2 separate regions of the Anser cygnoides genome follow, and region 1 is linked to region 2. A link is a contact called in public Hi-C data. All regions are on one chromosome and are shown on one strand. Each heading gives the region's core, a stretch centred on a gene start, on an enhancer-like site or on the middle of the called end of the contact. The rest is flanking DNA. Distances are from core to core; before and after follow the strand shown.

What was found. Hi-C and Micro-C count contacts between places; a contact is called where the count stands out from the background.
Region 1: a Hi-C map of liver shows a contact between it and region 2, with 2.1 times the contacts expected there. The contact joins the promoter of MTSS1 here to the enhancer-like site in region 2. A contact is called at or near these places in 5 of 7 Hi-C or Micro-C datasets (fetal liver, granulosa cells and liver).

What each region holds. Positions count from the first base shown.
Region 1 is chr2:152,030,383-152,036,665 of Taihu_goose_T2T_genome, reverse strand. It overlaps MTSS1 (MTSS I-BAR domain containing 1), which reads left to right and starts at 4,063. Exons shown (of 16, transcript XM_066990728.1): 1 at 4,063-4,677. The coding sequence starts at 4,606.
Region 2 is chr2:151,944,128-151,950,690 of Taihu_goose_T2T_genome, reverse strand. All of the region lies in intron 4 of MTSS1 (MTSS I-BAR domain containing 1), which reads left to right. Among named protein-coding and RNA genes, the nearest start is that of TATDN1, 47 kb to the right of the region's middle. Within about 2 kb of position 3,305, at least 2 of the 3 cell types and tissues checked have open chromatin away from gene starts, as enhancers often do. A contact at or near this core is called in fetal liver and liver, where this site is marked.

The sequences.
Region 1 (6,283 bases), core at 2,814-5,313, 85 kb before region 2:
TGTAATGCCAGCAGGACAGCATGTTCCCATGGACTCCATTGGGTTTCTTCTGTTTCTTCCTCAGTTCCTTTTCTCATCTCTCTGGCTGTGTTGCCTGCCATCTTCCTCTTCCATCCAATTTAGGCACTGGGAAGTGATCTCACCTGCTTGTATGAATACAGCATGGTGGGACTTGGTGAGCACCTCAAGGACTGAAGGAAATTACACCAGGATCTCAGCCCCTTGGAAGCTCGTGGGCTCATTTTCCTGAATCAATAAAAAGGAAAACACCGTCATCCTTCCAAATAGAAATCATTATCAGAAAGCCTCCGACAGGGACAGAATACTTGTTCCATACAAAAAATATACATTTGTTTTCCAAGTTTATTAATGTATTTTAGGAAGGCTTGAGGATGAGGGATTCTGTGGAAAAATAATGGAGTATTATACTATTAATTTGCATCAATTTCTTATAGAGATAATTCAATTAAATAGTTCAGCCTTTAGCAACCTTTTTTTTTTTAATCATATCTCTTTTTGAACTGTCAGCCACTTGAAGGAACAGCCCTTGATTCTTTCTTGATTGTATGCTAAATGAGGCAATTTTTCCTTGGGGAATAACATTAGCTAAATTAGGAACGCTGTAATTTAAAGGTGATTAAGTACCTTTTGTGATTGTTGTTCTATGACTTCAATCTGATAACACTTAAGTGCATGTGTAATCTAGTTTTCTACAGGGCTGCTCACATTTAAGCATAAGCGTGCTTAAATCTTTACAAGATCAGGGCCTAAATGAGCACCATGGTTAAACGTTCTATGGCACATTGATGGGGTATCTGTTTGTCCTGACTGCAATGAAATTTCACACTTGTGCTTGGTGCAAAAACACTCAAAATGTTTAAAAATAAATAAATAAATTGGACTTTCATTTACAGATAGAGAAAGCAAGGCACAGGAAGGTGACTGGAGATGTTCTGCTCAGAAGGCAAGTCAACTGGGAGCTGGCTGAGGACTCCTCACCTTCTGGACTTGTGCCCTGCTTCTTTCCAGCTGGACCTCGTGTCTGGGCGCTTGGTGCAGAAGGAGCAGCAGGAACCGCCAGGCAAAGTGACCGAGCCATTGCTCAACCTACCCACTTATCTCTGGAGAAATACTTTCATTGCTAACCACCAGTCTTCTTGCGGTTTCAGGGGAAGAGGCTTCTTGTCAGCAGAGCACAGAATGTCCTGAAGGACGTCAGAGCATGAGGAACTCTTGTTCTGCTGACAAATTTTAGGGTTGACATCTGCAGGGGGTGGCCAAATAAGATGCACTCAGCCATCCCACTGGCAAGAAGTGGTGTTGGTTTTTGCCCATGCAACTGGAAACTGAATATTGTACAGTGTCATTACTTCAAAATAAAATGTTTCCCTGTAACAATGGCTCCCGAACACAGAAACAGCCTTTGACCATAATGAAGTTTTGCAAATAATGCTTGCAGGAAGTGATTTGCTATAAATCAATCAAGCAGATCCCAGAAATAACATGACAGATGGTAACCCGACAGTACTGCAACATCACTGCACTACTTACTTGCACTCTAAACAACCATTTGGGCTCAGGTCTCTCAAGAAAACTGCTGCCTCTCACTCTACAGCTGGCTGAAGCCGAATCGCCATCCCGTAGAAAATTCTATCATCAAAAGTCACTTAAAGGAAGAATAAAATCAAGAGTCTGAAATTTCCTTCAGTGCAAAAGGAAAAAAGAAGTTTCAGTCATCAAGAGCTTATTTTTTTTAATTTTAAATTGTGTGCTTTTGCTTTATTTTTCAGCTGTTATGCTACAAACAATGTAAAATATGAAATTAACACAATTGTTAAGTGATATGAACTGTGAAAAAATAAGAGAATAATAACCTTTGAAATAAAAAATGCTCAAATGGAGAAGTATAATTTTTCTATTTCTGATGCTCCAGTTTGATTTTTTTTGTCCTACAAATGTACAGTTTGTCAAAACCCCGATGTTTCCATTTTTCATGATCTAGTGCTTTCTGACAGACCACTCCACCTGCACACCAGGCAAGGTATCTCCAGGCTATGGGTATGTGACGGGGCACGTGTGAGTTGTAGCAGTTCAGCAAGGTGCTCATCATACCCAGTGCTTTCAAACTTGCAAGGTAAAAACCATTCTCTTATTTTGCGTGCCCAATGCTCTTGTTACAATTTATTGAGGTTTGAAATGCTTGCTTCATTTGTCTATTGCATACCTGCTTGCTGCTTCATCACTGAATGAAGATTTGTTGCCTAGTATGGAGCAGACAGCACTGATTTATTAACTAAAGCACAAATGCACTCCTTGAAAAACAACCTCTTCTTTGCAGAAGGTTTTTTTCCTCCATCCCGTCCCACACGCACCTTGCATTCTGCAACCTGCCAGCCTTTTACCCTGGAAATCCTTGCTCCCATGAAGGTTAGATGAGGTACTATTTGTGTTTCCTTGTCTGAACAAAGGAAAGCGGTTTGAAGTTCGCCTGCTGCCTTCTGTGTGTCCCTCTGTCCCAGGGCCCTGGGCAGCCATCCGTTGCTCTGTGTGAGACGAGCGGCAGCATTGCTACCACCGCTGCGGCCATTTCGTGTGGCCAGCTTCTAGAGAGGGCCTGGTACAGAGCCAGGGCATGAACAGCCCCGTCGGAGCTGCAGGGGTGCCTCCCACCCGTGTGAAGTGGAAAGAGAAGAGGGAAAATGGCTCTGCAGGCATGGCACCTGTCCGGCGTTTTTCATCGCTGCTAAATTAACACAGGGACTGTAATCCATCCTGTGCTTGTGCCTAAGCCCTGTCTGAAATGTGAAGCAAAACGTGATGGTGCGCAGCTCTAACTCTTCTCAGGCTGGAATTAAATAGATGATAAATAATAATAACAGAGAACAAGAGATAAATAACCTTAATATCATTTTAATTGTAATACTCAGATTTCAAAATTTCCACCTCAGTTACTGGCTGCACATGTACCTGCATGTGCCTGTATAGATGGAGACAGAAAAAAAAAAAAAAAACACCTCACTTTACGATATATTTTATATTTTCCTGCCTCTCCACCTGGCTCTCATTAAACGCTGTGGTAACACAGCCTGCCCTTCCGCTGGGGTCAGCAGCAAGGGGGGCCGTAGGCCTCAGCTCCCTGAAACCGGTGGGCACGCACTTAATTTTGGTGCCATGAAGAGTCTCACAGCCCTCGGTGTGTTTGTGGTACACCTCTGATGTTATCAGATTTAGCACACACATTTTATTTATTTTTTTCACGAGGTTTGCGTGACCTCAACTTCTCAACAAGGGGCAACGGCCACAAAATGGAGCACAGGAAGCTCCGCACCAACATGCGAAAGAACTTCTTCACGGTGAGGGTGACGGAGCACTGGGACAGGCTGCCCAGGGAGGTTGTGGGGTCTCCTTCTCTGGAGATATTCAAGGCCCGTCTGGACGCCTACCTGGGCAGCCTGCTCTAGGGAACCTGCTCTGGCAGGGGGGTTGGACCCGATGATCTCTCGAGGTCCCTTCCAGCCCCCTCGATTCTGTGATTCTGCGATTCTGTGATTCCATATGTGTGTGTGTATGAATGGAGAATTTTAACCTCCATGTTTTGCAAAGTTGAGGATTCGACACAGAGAATTTGAAAAGTAAAATTATTTTTAAAAGGCTATGTTTCATGCAGTCTGCACTAACACTCCTAAACAGCGTTGTGTTTGTGGGGCAGGATGAGCAAACAACAGGCCTGTGCTCAAAGCTGCTGGTGCTTGCACTAGGCCAGGGCTGTATTTCCAGCTGCTTGTATTTCTGCTGACCCATTCCACCTGCCATTTTCTAAACAGGTGGGCAGCGCTTTCAACATTTTTTCCCCCCAAACACCCCAAGTTTGGAAAAACTACAACAGATAGCAGAGGGAAAACCCTTCCCTCCTCTGAGCCAGAGCTTGGCGGCGGCGGGACGCGAACCCGCGACCTTCCGAGCCCGGGGGAGGCGCGGGGCCGAGCGGGCGGGGCGGGGACGGGCTGGGAGAGGACGAGGAGGAGGAGAAAGAAAAAAAAAAAAAAAAAAGGAGGAGGAGAAAAAAAAGGAGGAGGAGGAGGGAGCGGTGGGCTTGCTCCCGTAGCAGCCAGGCAGCGGCTCTGCTGCAGCCTGCTCCCTTCGTGCTGCCAGATCCCTCGCCCCGCGCCGTCTCCTCTCCCATTTTTTTCCCCCTCTCTCTCCAAATCTAATTTTTTTTTTCTCTCCCCCCTTTTTTTTTTTCTCTGCGTTTTTTCCTCCGGCCGGCGATGGATGGCGGCGCTGCCCGGCTGCGGGAGCTCGGCGCCGCCTGGGCTGGCGGCCCCCGGGTGCTGCTCGGCGGGGCTGGGAGCTGCGCTTAGGAGAGGGGCACCGCCGCTTCGGGGGGGTTTCGCCCTTTTTCCCCCTGTTTTAAATGCTTAGAGGCGTGGGCATTTAGCGCTTGAGTTTTTTTTTTTAATTTATTTCCCCCCTCTCGCCGCCCGCAGCTGCCCCCTGTATCTAGTGGGTGAGGTGGGAGAAGGGGGAGGCTCGCTGCTTTCCGCAGCCTGCTGGGGGGGGTCGCAGCGCTTCGTGCCTCCTCCCGTGTGCGCTCGGGCGAGGAAAATGGAGGCTGTGATCGAGAAGGAATGTAGCGCGCTCGGAGGGCTCTTCCAGACCATCATCAGCGACATGAAGGTGAGCGGCGGCGGGGAGGGCCGGGGGGCAGGTGCTGGGGACCCCCCCCACAGCCCGGGCACGGCGCCCAGGGAAGCTCACGGCAGCGGGGGGGGGGGGACCTGCATCGCACCCCCTGCTCTGGGGGCTTGGGGGGGGCTTTCGCAGGCCCCCCCCCCCCTCCTTGCTGGGGCGTGCAAGCTGTTAGCTTGCACCTTGGGCAGGTTTTTTCCAAGCCCATGAGATCGAAAAAACGACAATATGTATATTTTTCCCCCCATTTTTTCCTCCTCCGCCTTTTATTTTTCATTATCTTTGGGGGTGGCGGGCAGCGATGCGGAGGAGCCGCGCGGTGCCGTGGGGTGGGGTCGGGTCGGGTTTGGGGGACGCGAGGTAAAAACATCCCCGGCCCTGGGGGAGATGCTCAGAAGTTGACGTGCTCCCGGGTTAAAAATCAGCGACGGGGCGTTATTTTGGCACGGCGTGTGCTCACCGAGGGGGTACTTGGCGCTTCGTGTGCGTGCACGCCAAGGTCTCGAGTTCCCAGGTGCCTCCTCACCGCCGCCAGCCACCAGAAAGCTCTGCGCAGACCCACGCGAGCGGCTCCGAAAACACCCTTGGCATCTCCGCAGGGTTCGCTTCGGCCGAGCGGACGCCTCCCGCCCTTGGCTCGTGGGGACAAATAGCCCAAAAGCTCTCCTGCGTCGTGCCGCCCGTGCCCTCCCCGGAGCCCCGCGGCTCGCAGCGCCGGAGTACTGCAGAATACTGCAGTGTTCCCCCGGACAAGGGCAGCTTGTCTTCCTCCGGGCCCGCCCGCGAAGGACGCGGTGGCCTGGAGATGTGGAGGGCGATGGGGCGAGCGTGGCGGTTTGGGGGCAGCGGGGACCGCGTGCCTCCAACCCGGGTATTGGGGTGGGAGCAAGGGATCTGCCGCCAAGGAGCCGGGAGGGCTGCGGGAGAAGCGATGCTGGAAGGAGGACGGGAGCTGCTCCCACAGGGAGCCTGGGCGCAGGTGGACGGCTCCTGGCGTGGTTTCGGGGAGGAGATGCCGTTTGCCCGAGAAGTTATTTTTTTTGGCGGGGGGTTTCGCGCACGATTCCCTCCGAGCAGATCGTGGGAGGTGCTCGATGAGAAGCGTGGCTCGCCGAGAGCAGGCGGGTTGCGGGGAGGAGGGGGCGTGCGTGCGGGGATCTGTCAAGACAATGCTGCAGTCCTCGCGGCCGCGCTCCTCATGCTGTCAGCCCCCTTCTATTTTGAAGAACAATTCCACCTTAAAATAAACCAACAGCACCCGCCCAGGACAGGATACGATCCTAAACCCCAGGATCGTTTGCAGGGAACACGCAGGAGCTTTCCGTTCCCCACAAAGTGCAGTTTGGGGATCCAGCTCGAGGGTGTTCGTTCCTGGCTTCTTTCCACAAGTGTTACGTTTGGTTTCCCTTGCTCTTAAGCACATAGACCCTTGCTGTGTTGATTTATTTATATATTTTCTTACACACTGGTGCTTGCATGGGAATGCTGCTCCTCAGAAACATGTTGACATGAGCGTATGGAGATGGGCACAGGTGTGAATTTTTTATTTTAATCCTCCATAGCAGTGGAACCTGTTTTGTGAACCGGAGATTAC
Region 2 (6,563 bases), core at 2,056-4,555:
ATCTGCTGACTTGGATTTAAAAATACTTTTTTTTTCTTCTGCTTTTTGCACCTGCTTGTCCCGGTCGCGCTTCATTTTGTGTTTTGGAGGCAGCAGCCATTTGGCCGTAGCTGAAATAAATCCTGGCTGGGCTGCCGTCGGCAGCACAGGTGGTTGGGAGACCTGAGCGAAGGAGCTTTTGACTTCTGGAGCCAGAGGTGTTTGCCGGGCTGACAGCTCAACTCAAAGGGAAGAAAGACGTCGGCTCCTCGTGGTCTCGGTGGAGGCTGCAGGTTCAGCAGCACAGCGCGCGTGATGTGAGCGCGCGGTGGAATTGCGCTTGGTGTTCCAGCCCATTTGCTGTAAGTGTATTATCCCTTCCCCTCATTGAATGTTGCTGCAGTCTAATCAGATTACATTGCAGTTCATAGCTTCGCCCAGACGAAATAAAGAGCTGTACTTCAGAAAAACACAGGGATTTTGAATTACTGCCTTCTTCACACGTCGCGCTGACATTAAATGTTCATTTAGAGTCGGATTCATGAAGGTACTGAGATCAATGGGTCTGGCTGTCTAAAAGGTTTGAACTGAGCCTTCATCTTCTGGCCATCTGGAGCACACAGTGAGCATCTTCTGGGTGCAGCGAGCCGAGCATCCCTGCCTCTTTTCCTCAGACCCAGCCCAGCCTGTGCCTCGGGTCCGGCTGCTGCCAGCAAGATGAGAACGAAACGGCACACGGGCTTGGCCTCGTGTTCTTCAGCAGCTTCAGGAATCCCCTTTTCATTATAAAGAGGCCTTTTTATTAGCACACACGGTTTTTTGGAGAGAGTTTGAGGTTGATGACTCACGTTGCCTGCCTCCCTGAAGCCGTTAGTGGGTGTAGCGTTTGGCATAACGCAGTTGGGTCTGCTCAGGGTAAGGCTGTCAGATGTACGTAGCTGTTCACAGGGTGACTTCAGAAATGAGATTGGCTGTACGTTAGAAAAGTAACGGGGAAAAGGTATGGACAATAATATCGGCCACAGCTTTGTTGGGAATACAGATGTTGACTAGACCCTCTAGTTTTCAATGTGGAAATTATTTGTATTCCAAAAAATAAATGTAAATAATAGTCCTTGGAAAACACAAGTGTGGTATTTGCTCTTCTAAGCAAATCTGTTTCTAATGATGCTGTATTTTTGTGGCATTAAAACCTGGCAGTGGAACTTTGCATTCAGAAAAACTAGCAACAAGCACCTGCAAGGAGAGAGGGATTTCCTGAAAGAAATCTCCAGATTTAGTAACAGAGGAGCCCTTCTGCATGGACCGTTCCTGCTCTCCAGTACGATGTCACAGTTCAGTGATGCATCTTGTATCTTGGAAGTTGGTGAATTGGTGACAGGCTCACTAATTTCTCCAAATTCAGATCGCTACATCCTGCAATAACTTGATGTAAAGCTCCCCAAAGCATTTCCAGCCTCTTGCATGTGTGGTAAGCCCTTTTTAAAAGCGGAGGGCAACACGTGAGCTTCTCTGCGTGCCTTGAAGGCTGACTGAACCCAAATTGCCCAAAGATGATAGCAGGGCTGGTCTGTGACCGTATTTAATGTGCCCGGGGGGCTGAGAAGAGCCTGTGCAGTGAACTCTGTGTGCACGGGTGCAGTGCTGGCCCTGCTTGTGTAATGGCAGCCCTCGCGTTAACTCCCATGGGGCTGGGCTTTGCCCTGTGTGCCCTGCTGGGAGAACAGCTGGGGCAGGCAGAAATGCTGCTGAGCAGAGGAATGAGCTAGACCAGAAGAAGCCATAAGAGCTTTTGTGCACATCCTTTAGTGTACTGACGGGAACGTGGTCAGGGGCTGTTCTCAGGACTTCCTAAAACTGGTGGTTGCCAGGGCAGGCTGTGTGCTAGGGATATTCCTTTTGCCTTCTGTGCTGCCTCAAGCTGCTTCTTCCTCCGTTAAAATCAATGCAAATGCAATTTCAGATCCTGCTAGTCTCACCTGTGAACAAATGCTAGTGTCTCTTCAAAAGAGAAAAACTACCTCATAGATTTTCTTCTCAGGATCATCTGGTCTACGTGGACTCCTAGCTAACGTGACAAGTTCATATCAGGCTTCTATAAATAGGTTTTCCAAGTGGCATACCCAAAAGAGCACTCTGCAGAAGCCTGCAAAACACTGCAAGCAGTCTTTTCCTTGCAGTGACAATGACAGAGCTGCGGTACATGACAATGGTCTGCCACAGCTTTTCACTTTTATTAAATTCAGTTACTCCTAAAAAAAAAATCGAGGTGACTTTGACCTTGACTCTACATTTGTAGATCCAGTCTTCTCTGAAATATGTCTGAATTGAAGCTTTTTTTTGAAATACTTCAGGAAATGATTTTTTTTTTAAGCTGGTTTTGAGCAGCAACCTTCAAGACTTTGCCAAGTGCTGCTCAGAAAGGCTTTTAGTTGTAGGAATAAAGGTGTCCTGTTTTCTTTTCCTGCATGGCAGATGCTGAACAGCATCACTCTGTTGTCTGCAGTTCTTGGTCCGTTTTTCCAACTTAAAAGCCTTACCTGGAAGCCACTGGCTCACTGAAACATGAAGTGCTACCGTAGCTCCCATTTTAGGTTTCTGTCCCGGTGACGCTGCTTACAACCCCTGTGCTGATCACTTTTAGGCAAAAGCCCTCCTTTTTTTCCCTGTCTGCTGTGACACCCTGGCACCGATCCCGTCATCCTTGGGTTTCATCGAGGCATCTGCATAAACAGTTGTGCAAGATCAAGGTCCATGCCCTCTGTAATCAGTGATGGAAACTGCTTGCTCTTCTAACAGCGTGAGTTTGTATAAGGGTTGAGTAATGACCATTAGCCTGAATGTCCTACTGTTAGTCTTCCTGTCATAGCCTCTGTGCTTGGAGGTGTATTTAATAATCTCGCCTCTGTTCAGCTCCTGCTTTAATCTTAATGGAAGCCTCTTCCGATAACTTTGAAATGGCAAAAGTATTACACCCGTTTTTCATCATCCTCTCCTTTTTGGAGGAGAGGGAAATGGCTGGCACATTTGGACTGTGCCCTGGAAGATAAAGATGAGCTGGTTAATAAGTTGGAGCCTTAAAGGCGCTTCCTGAAAGGCAGTCATCTTGTGAGCCTGCTGGGGTTGCTCAACAGTGAAGCAAGAGGAGGAAGATAAGAGGTCGATTGTAGGGAGTTGTTTGGCGTACACAGAGGCTGTGCAGTCGTACAGCTGCACATTTCATCAAATAGTCATTTCCTTGGTCTATGATCATTATTAAGTACAAACATAATGATTCTAATAAAACAATTGAGTCTCTTCGCTACAGTCTCTCCCTGTTGTCTCTCTGCAACGTTGAATGACAAGCACGCGTCAAAGAAAATCATTTATGCCTTTATAGTGGCCTCATTGTAGTGCCATGGTCCACAGGCTTTCGTTTAATTATCTTACATGAAGACGGTTTTTGGTCTTTCACAGGCTTAGGCAGGAGTAGGAAAAACAGGGAAAGTGAGAGCAAAAGCATGTTTGCCTTGCAGAGCTGCCTTTTACTTATGAGAAACGTCTGATGTTATCACCCACTTTCTGATCAAATTTGGCAGGAGCGTTTTGTTAAGTCACTTTCTCTGAGTGGGAAACCTGATGAATACGGCTCTGGTCTCCAGTTTCAAAGTATTACTTTACACCGTTCCCAAGCATTGTTTGCCTTAATGGATGAGTTATTGTAGATGTCAGAGAAGCAGATAATTCATAGCCTCATTTTATAAACGGAGAGCCCAAAGCACAGTAATTTAACTTGAATAGCTGCAGGGCAGTGAATAGAGCCCAGGTCACCCACCCATAATACTTCTGATTTGATGAAAAGTCTGCTAATCTGGCCTCTGTGTTTATCTTCAGGAAATTGTAACTACTGGAAAACGTCATGAATTTTTGCCAGGGACCTGCCTGTAAGCAGCGTGGAGACGGGCTGTACTTTTAGCCCACTCCTGATGCAGTGCTGTTCCAGGTGCTCTGTTGGCCACCGGGTCTGTGTTGATAGCACGAGTTATCTCTGCTTGGCTTGCTGCCTATTTCATGGCTCTATCCTTGAGTAAGTGGGCAATTGGTTGCTGCTGGACCCATTTTCTAAGATAAGCCATTAAGGAGTTTGGAGGCTGAGGCAGGTTTCTTACAGCTCTGGCAATAAACATCGTACTGGATTTTGAGAACTCTTTTGTCTTGTGCTTGAATACCAAGCTGCACATCCAATATCAGGATTCGTGCACACATTAATGCTGCTTGTAAGGTCAGTCGCTGTTTGTAGAGTGTGCGGGTTGGCAACCCTTTCATTCTGCAAGCTAACCACCACTGTAAATGCCGAGTGATAATTTATAGAAAGCATATGTTACTCGCGCTCACCAGGGCTGGCTGGCTGGAACTGGGTAAAAGCAAGTCCAAACCACCCTCCCTCATTATGTTTGGACATTTTCAAACTGCTGCAGTGGTACAAAATGGTTTCCTTCTGCCAATTATGTAGCCAGCTGATCCTGGCCCTCCGAAAACGGGAGCATTGGTGCCGTGTGGGTTGAGATAAACCCTGTGCGCTGCACGTGATCCTGCACGGGCAGCTGAACGCTTCGGAAATGGGCCCGGCACTCGTATATCATGGTGTGGCGAGAGGCCTGCAGTTCCCATTTTTTGCCTTCTCAGGAAGCATTTTAATTCTTTGCAGATAACAGGGTTGGGAACGGTGAGGTAAAGCTCTGTTTAACTGCGGTGCCGTCGGCGTGCTTCAGTACGTTGAAGCGGAGCGGTGTGTTTCAAGCGAGGGAGGTGGGCCTGCACTGCACTTCCTTCAGTCTAGGGCCTGATTTTTAACAGGGGACTGCTTGAAGCCCCCCAGAACGCAATGGTTAGTTATATCTGAGGAGGTGAGACTTTGAAAGGCTGCTGCTGCTGTTTGAGCATTCAGAAACCCTGCCAGAGGTGATCCGAAGGCTCTGGGCTGTCACAACTGTGGAGGTGCACAGGGACACCTGGACATGGTTCCTGCCTCTGCGGATCCAAAGAGCGCCTACATTGAAAAGCCCCTTGCCGAGGTTTCCATCTCCTACACTTAAATAGACTCCGGGAACATTGAACATCAGCTTTCAAATGGGAATTGGAAGCACACAGCGGCTCGATGCAGCCCCACTCCCTGGTGCTGCGGCTTTCAGGGCGCCTGCCCCCGCCGCGGCTGGCTTCACGGCGTGCCCATTAGCTGCCTGTCGCCGTGTGAGATGGCAGCAGGCTGCGAATGAGACGGCCCCGAGGAATAAAAACAAAGCTCGCTACTGTCTGCGTCGAACAGCATCGCAATTGTTGTGGCGAGAGCCTGCGTGAAAACTAAACGGTCCCATAGCAGGAGGAGCACAGAGGGTGGCTGGGAAGCCTCTACAGGGGACGTGCCTTCTCTGCGAGCCTTATTCTGAAAATTTGCGGGACTGCAGAAATCTCGTTTCCAGGATGGCCAAACACGGTTTGTTTTTTTCATAGAACCACTGAATTATTTAGGTTGGAAGGGACCTTAAAGCCCGGCTGGTTCCAACCCCCTGCCCTGGGCAGGGACACCTCCCACCAGCCCAGGCTGCCCAAAGCCCCATCCAGCCTGGCCTTGAGCACCTCCAGGGATGGGGCACCCACAGCTTCTCTGGGCAGCCTGTGCCAGGGCCTCACCACCCTCTGAGCGAAGAATTTCTTCCATATACCTAATCTAAATCTACCCTCTTCAAGTTTAAAACCATTCCCCCTTGTTCTGTCCCTCTCCGCCCGTGTTTTTTGTTCGTTAGCACACTTGATTGTAACCAATAGTGATTTTTGCAGAGGAACAGCAATCCTTTGTTTTCATAGCCATTTCTAGCAATCGTGTTCCCCAGGGCTGCTTTGGGGCAAGTTGAGCTCATAACGTAGGTGCCGTTCAGGAGGGATTTATGCTGTGCACGGCACGCCGAGCAGCACCCCCAGCAGCAAATGCTTGGTGAGAGCTGGTGCCTTGTGAGTTCAGATCACCTCGCTTATCCTCTTCAGTGCTGCCTGATTCCCTGTAAGCCTCCTCATGGGATGTTGAAAGCAGGTGGTGTTAAAACAGAGCCTTGCCACCCCCATCCCACTCCCCGTGCCCACTTCTGAGTGCTCAGTGACCCAGCTGGGTGCCGGCCCTGCCCTCCCGAACTTCCCAACAGCACAGCTCCTTCCCCCTCCCATGCCAGTTCCTAAATCCATTTTCTGCACCACCTTGTTTCCAAAACATAGGGACATTGAAGCTTTTCAAAGCTCTTCTTACCATTTTCCTTCGTTTTGTTAGAGTCGTTTTTATTCATGGAGTAAAATTCCCATCTTAAATTTCCATGCTCTTGTAAACGCTTATGGATAATATGAAGTTTTAAAAGCTGGGAAGAACCAATAACCCCCCTCTTCCCAATCAGAGGACTTTTTTCCCTTGAATAACCTTTTTCTTCCAGGCTCTGGTTGTTTTGTTGTTTCGTTAACAAGCAAATATAGAGACCTCATTCTGCAGAGCTGGATTGCTGACCTTGCCCGTCCATCTGTACTACTTGTTGAGTGGATATATTTATACGTTGGTTACTGGT